2 separate regions of the Sus scrofa genome follow, and region 2 is linked to region 1. A link is a contact called in public promoter capture Hi-C data. All regions are on one chromosome and are shown on one strand. The core of a region is the stretch at or near the end of the contact, and the rest is flanking DNA. Distances in the headings are between cores, read along the strand shown.

Region 1 (3,163 bases), core at 101-2,600:
GGCTTAGACATGGACAGCCAAAAATCTTCCAAAGTGTATTTGCTTATATATATATATATATACACACACGCACACACACACACATACAGTTCCAGAGTACTATTTTTTCTTCCTATATTTCTCTTCTATAAGCAATTTTGTTGAATGCAAAAAATCTATATAGGTTTATGCTGTTATGCCTTGAATCCCAGTGATTTTTATGAAAGCATTGTTATTTGCTATCAAAACGTTCACAATAAAGAGACAAATGTATCTGTCCTTAAGATAGATGTATTATGAGAATTACTGGGTTGAACAGTCCAAGGCTGAAAGTTAAAATTAAAACTTTACAGAATTAAGCCCTATTTATATAACAAATTCTCTCTTAAAGAACCATCTTCTGCGCCTCACTAACTTCTAACAAAAATTTTTCAATCCTGTTGTAAACATTACGTCAGCTAAAACGCAGTGATGCAGCCTTTTATAAGGTAGTACTTTTTAGGCCGAACTCTATTCTTAATCCTTTGGACACAGGAGTTGTAATCATGTCATACCCTGCAAATCTAGCTGTAGGTGGTATCTCAAAAAAGGACTTTTTTCTTTCTTCGAGGAAGTGGTCAAACCTTTTTTCCCCTGATGTCATCATGCAAACAACCTGGTTGCTTTTCATTGCTATCGAATTAAGAGAAGAGAAAGCAAAACATACTGAGTACATTTTTTTGCTTCTCTTCCTTGCTCCGTGTAGTATTCTCTTTTAGTCTGGATTTGGCCTCCACAGAGCTCATTTCTTCACTGCCTACAAAGCACTGGTTTAAATAAACAAACAAACAGTGCAGGCCAAGAATGCTCTTGTCCGTGAATATCATTGCTTCTCTAGTTTTTATTACATTTTCTTTTGAAATTCATTAGATTATGCTCAGCAGCCCTTGCCCAACCGGTTTCTTCCCTTCCCCCATCTCTCTACACACATCACTTTTGCTTCCTTCCCTCCGGGGAATGGGCAAACCCCTACAGCGCCGGTAACGCACTCTCCCGGCTTGGTCACTCATCAGTTTGTCTTTACTTGGCTTTGCAAACAGTTCCCCACCCAACCTTGTCCCCCAGTGCCCCCTCGGCCATTATCTTTCTGCCGGAGTATGCTCGATAAGGGACTCCAGATAGCACGTCGAGGGTTTACGGTAGCCTGCCTACCAATAGGAACCCACAATGAAGAGAAGTCAGGTTCGGCCTCCCGGCAGCCCCACTGCCGTCTTCCTTGGTTGTACACCTACTGTACCCGCGAGCGAGCGAGCCAGGGAGCGAGCCCGGCGCGGGAGGGGGCGCGCAGGGAGGGCGACAGCAGCCGCGGCGTGCGCATGCGCCCTGGGGTTGTTTTTCACAAAGCTGCTCTTAAAGTGAGCTGGCAGGTTCCAGCCGCCCGTCTTTGTAAGGAGACCACTGAGACTAGCAGGAGCGAGGAGCAGCAGCCTCTCTGCTGCCTTGACTTTTTAAGAAATCTCAATGAACTGTTTGTAAAGAATCACTGATCCTGCCTGTAAGCTTTTTGCACGGCAAAGACATCGATCAGTGTTAAGTGAAGATCACATTTTATATGTGTTCTTGACTTTTTTTTGTCTTACATTATATTTTTTATAGATTTTGTTACAAACATGGTGCTGGGAAAGGTAAAGAGTTTGACAATAAGCTTTGACTGTCTTAATGACAGCAATGTCCCTGTGTATTCCAGTGGGGATACAGTCTCAGGAAGGGTGAATTTAGAAGTTACTGGGGAAATCAGAGTAAAATCTCTTAAAATTCATGCAAGAGGACATGCGAAAGTACGCTGGACCGAATCGAGAAACGCCGGCTCCAATACTGCCTACACACAGAATTACACTGAAGAAGTAGAATATTTCAATCATAAAGACATCTTAATTGGACACGAAAGAGGTAAGTTTTTACATTATTCAGAAATTATTACACCTATTTTCTTTGGGAAAGTATCTGTTCAATTTCTCTGAATTAATGTAATGTTACTCCTAGCATAAAATATAGCAGTTTGATAAATGTTAGCAAAGTTAGCCAAGATTTGAATTCTCCTTGACTTTCATCGTGTGTTAAGCCATAATGCATGCAGGCATCTGCAAAGTGACTGCAAACTGCACTTATTCAACTACCTCTATACCCGGCTTGATCTGTGCCATACGCGCTTGCAGTCTATTTCCACCTTATAAATTCTGCTTAAATCCGAGGCAGTAATTTTACTGATACGTTTTCAAATGAATTGCTAAAAGCTGCAGTCCAATATTAGATTTTTTCCTTGTTCTGTGGAACCTTAGATCTTAAAAATTAAGCCTCAATGAAGAAATGAAATAACATTTTTAAGTGGGTTAATGGGTGTACTTCATTTTTAATATTGACACTCAAAGACTTTAGAGAATTGATTGTTGTTCTTTGATAAAGGGTTTCTGTGGCTTATTTTGACATATGGTATGAACACCCCACGTGTTTTTTCCCTATTCTTTCCAGTTCCTTTAGAAATTTACATCAAGCCTTCTCTATTTTAAAGGACAATACCAATCATTATGATATGTTTCAAATCGGTTTTAGAAGCCATTTAAAGTCAATTTTTTTTTTTCTGAGCATCATGCCTAACTTTGGAACTGCATTCAATGAAACCTAAGCCAGTCAAAAGGAATTGAAAAGTATTCGGCTCATTTGGATTTGATTTTTGGTTATAAAAGGGAGATAAAGGGTTGTCAAAGGGAGAAGGGGTCCTGAGATTTCCAATCTATTGTTTAAATGGTCACATTGTGGAAATATAGGAGACTCTAAGCTTGTTTTTCTAAGTTTCCACCCTTTGTTAGAAGCGGTTCAATCCTGTTTCGGACCAGTTCTAGGGGGTGGTGAGGAGGGGCGCTTGTTCTGCTCTCAGCAGATTGGTTACACGCGTCAGGTGGTGGGGATGACTTAATTCCTAGCCCAAGAAGAATATAATGTTAAAACTGGTTATGTAATTTTGTGCTTCTCCTTTTTAATGCAGTATTTAGTTCTAATGTTGGCCATTTCTCGAAGAGTAGAGCACATTTTTACCTCTTTTTTTATACTAAAAAATACCCATCCATGAGGAAGTGCTAATTGAACTAAGGCAAGTGCAGAAATGTAGGGGTGCTTTGAGTTACAGCATCTTAATGCATTATTTTAA
Region 2 (3,241 bases), core at 581-3,080, 2.0 Mb before region 1:
ATATAATTTTAAAGTCAATTACAAGAAGGAGTAATCTGCATTCTGCAAAATTGACTGGTTCGCTAATTTGACTATAAGACATCTTTAATGATTGTCAGGAGATAAACTTTAACTGTAAATGGCTAGATATATTTATAAGAAAAGTGCTGCATCTCTTGCCACATGAACATGAAGCATATCTAAATACAACATCAAAAGTTGTGTTAAAAGAAACCAAATCCATACAACACAGGGATTAAATGATGTGGAAGCTCATGCCAGCTGCAGTCTATGCATTATAGCCAAATCAGAAGGATCGGTAAATGCCGCTGTAAATTGTAATTTGTATGCAGTATTTAAGCAGAGGGTGGAGTTTGATGAAGAAATAAAACGAGTATCATGCTTTAAAAAAAAATGACACACTATGAAAGCACGGTTCAGTCACAAACTTTCCTTTCAAAGTAGAGGGGTGAAAACAAGGCCACAGCTCTGGAGGAGGCGGCCCCAGCTCGGTGAAGAGGAGAGGGAACCAGTGAACAGGCCAGAAGCCCCCCTTCCCCCCTAATTAGACCTACAAGTGCAATAAATCTCACTCCTCTTTTCCCAAGCTAAGCTTCCAAAAGGATGATGCAGTAATGAATCTATGGTTCAGAGTACTCCAGTCTCCAGCCCTCCCCCATTTTAAATAAAGGGCATGAAGAGGTGGAGGGAAAAGTGGAATGAAAAAACACAGAAACAGAGTTTTCTGGGGGAAAAAGCACCCCTCCCCAAGTACATGCCAGCACAGCCCCGAGCATCCTCACGCACACGCGGGAAAGAGACACACACCGAGCACATCCAAGACAGAGGAAGGGGATTTTAAGCCACAGCTCACGATCCCAGGGACTCAATCCTGAGCAGGCAGCGGGCGGGGTGGAGGAGCCGGGGAGTGGAGCGCAGGCCGGGAGGGGGAGGCAGCGGCAGCGAGCTGGGGAGAAGGGGGGGGGACGCCGGGGGAGGAAGGCAGCGGGGACAGGGGAAGCTGGGACGGGCCGGGACCGCAGGAGCCCCAGCCTCATACAGCAGCCACCCCCGCCGGAGAGAGAGAAAGAAAGAGGGCCGGGGAGGCGGGCGAAGCTCAGGGAGAGAAGCACAGAAGAAATATTCACCTTCCCGCCTCATGCCCACTTTGAGGCACTTCTTGAGGCGGCAGTATTGGCACTGGTTGCGGTGATGCTGGTCGATGGGACAGTTCCTGTTGGCACGGCATGTGTAAGTTAAGTTCCTGCGGACGCTCCTCTTGAAGAAACTTTTGCAGCCCTCGCAGGTGAATTGGCCGTAGTGCTTGCCGCTCGACTTGTCCCCGCACACCACGCACTCGATGTGCTGCTGGCTCTGGCCCGAGCCAGGCGGGCCCTGGCCCTTGTCCCCTGCCGTGCCGGGGGTGGCGGGCGCTCCGGGCTGGCCCGGGGTCTGCGGCGTGTGCGGCGCGCCCGAGCCCGCCTGCTGCTGCTGCTCGCCGGCGCCGCCGCCGCCGCGGGCCGCCTGCGCTGCGGGGTTGGGGCCGCCGGGGTTGCCCCCGGCCACGTCGTCCTGCGGATCTCGCCAGCTGCTAACTACCATTGCCATATCTTTGGGCCCGGGGAGCGCTGGGGGGAGCCGAGCTGCTCGCCGAGGGCCGTGGGGCGCGCGGGCGCGCTGGGAGGGGAAGGGGAAGGGGAAGGGGGGAGGGGGAGGGGGCGGGGGGCCCGCCCGGCGCCCCGGGGTCGCGGGAGCGGAGCCCGAGCCGGGCACTGGCCGCTGCTTCTGCCGCCGCCGCCGCTGCCGCCGCTACTGCCTCGGCCGCCCCGCTGCTGCTGCGCGCCCGCCCGCCCTGCTGGCGTTTTGTTGTGGTTCCTGCTGTTTTCTTTCTCTCTTTTTGCAGCCCCCCAGGCTCTCAGGCTCCCCCCCCAACACCCCTGCTCCCCTCGCCCGCTCCCCCCGCGCTCTGATCCTGGGGGGCCACGCTCTCCTTCCCCCCCTCCCCACCCCCCCCAGCGACCAAGCTCCCTTCTCTCGCTTTTTTCTTCTTCCCCAAGTTGCAAAATCAGAAATGGCACAGGCGGCAGCCGGGAGCGGCGCGGGGCGCAGCGCCGGGGGCGGCGGGCATGGGCCACGGCGCGCGCACACACTCACCCTCCGCCTCGCCCGCACCCCCGCGCACACACACACTGGCACACACACTCGCTCACCCGCGCCGGGCGCCCGCCCGCCTGCCGGCCGCTCGGGCTACGCGCTGCGCGCCGGCGGAGCAGACATAGAGGAAGCGGGCGAGGGCGGCGGCGGCGGCGGAGGAGGAGGAGGTCGCGGCTGCCGGCGCCTCTGGAGCTGCCGCCTCAGCTGCAGCGCCGAGCGCCGCTGGAGGAGCCCGGGCCCGGGCCGGAGTCCGAGCTGGAGTCGGGGCTGCAGCCAGAGGAGCGCGAGCCCAGGTCGGGGCCGCCCGCACCGCCGCCGCTGTCCCGGCGGGAGCCCTCGCTGGGCTCGGGATTGAGGGGAGCGCGGTGAGCCGAGCAGGGCGCGGGGCGAGGCTGCCGGCGGCGATCAGGGCGCGCTGGTGTCGGGGGGCCAGGTCCAGGGCCGGACGCAGCCAGCCATTCAGGAAGGCAGCGCTGGAGAGCAGAAGGCAGCCAGCGAGGAGGATCACACACTTTGCTCTTTTTGTTGTGCGGGTGGCGCCGGGCTCTCGCTGCCTTCTTCTTTCGGGAGGTGACAGAGGGAGAAAAAAATACGAGATAATTCACGCCGGCGACGATTTCACAGCGAAATAGAAAAAATAAAAATCAGAAGAAAAAGAATTGCAAAAAAAAAAAAAAAAAAAAAAAAGCGAAAGAGACATCCAAAGTAGGTCGAATAAATAATCCTCTTCTTTTCCTCTTTCTTGCTCCTTCTTCTGCTTCTTCTGCTATAACACACAGAGCTAGTTAAAAAAACCCTGGAGATCGCCCAAAAATGTTCTTTTTTTAGTATTTTAAATAAGTGCTCTTCAGCCGGGAACCAACACCCTCCCTCCAAAAAAAATCATATATGTATAAAATAACGATAAGAAGAATACGAAGGGGGTGCCTCCTCCTCCTCCTCTTTTTTTTTTTTTTTTCCCTTAAGTTTAGCCCTCACTCCTCTGCAGGAATGGAGTAAAAGAGACAAGGAGGAGGGAGAAAAAGGAAAGAAGAAGAATACGGTGGAAACAACTAATAGAATATGTAAGAAAAGGGAAAGAGGAGAGAGAGAGGGGGAAAAAAGAGAG

The links. Promoter capture Hi-C pulls out the DNA fragments that hold promoters and counts their contacts.
Region 2: a promoter capture Hi-C map of liver shows a contact between it and region 1, with 7 times the contacts expected there. The contact joins the promoter of NR2F1 here to the promoter of ARRDC3 in region 1. A contact is called at or near these places in 1 of 5 promoter capture datasets (liver) and 1 of 2 datasets of contacts at active chromatin or transcription factors (skeletal muscle).

The regions. Positions count from the first base shown.
Region 1 is chr2:98,442,897-98,446,059 of Sscrofa11.1, reverse strand. ARRDC3 (arrestin domain-containing protein 3) reads left to right here and starts at 1,350. Exons shown (of 8, transcript XM_003123783.6): 1 at 1,350-1,908. The coding sequence starts at 1,629.
Region 2 is chr2:100,446,250-100,449,490 of Sscrofa11.1, reverse strand. It overlaps NR2F1 (COUP transcription factor 1), which reads right to left and starts at 1,830. Exons shown (of 3, transcript XM_003354213.4): 1 at 1,128-1,830. The coding sequence starts at 1,587.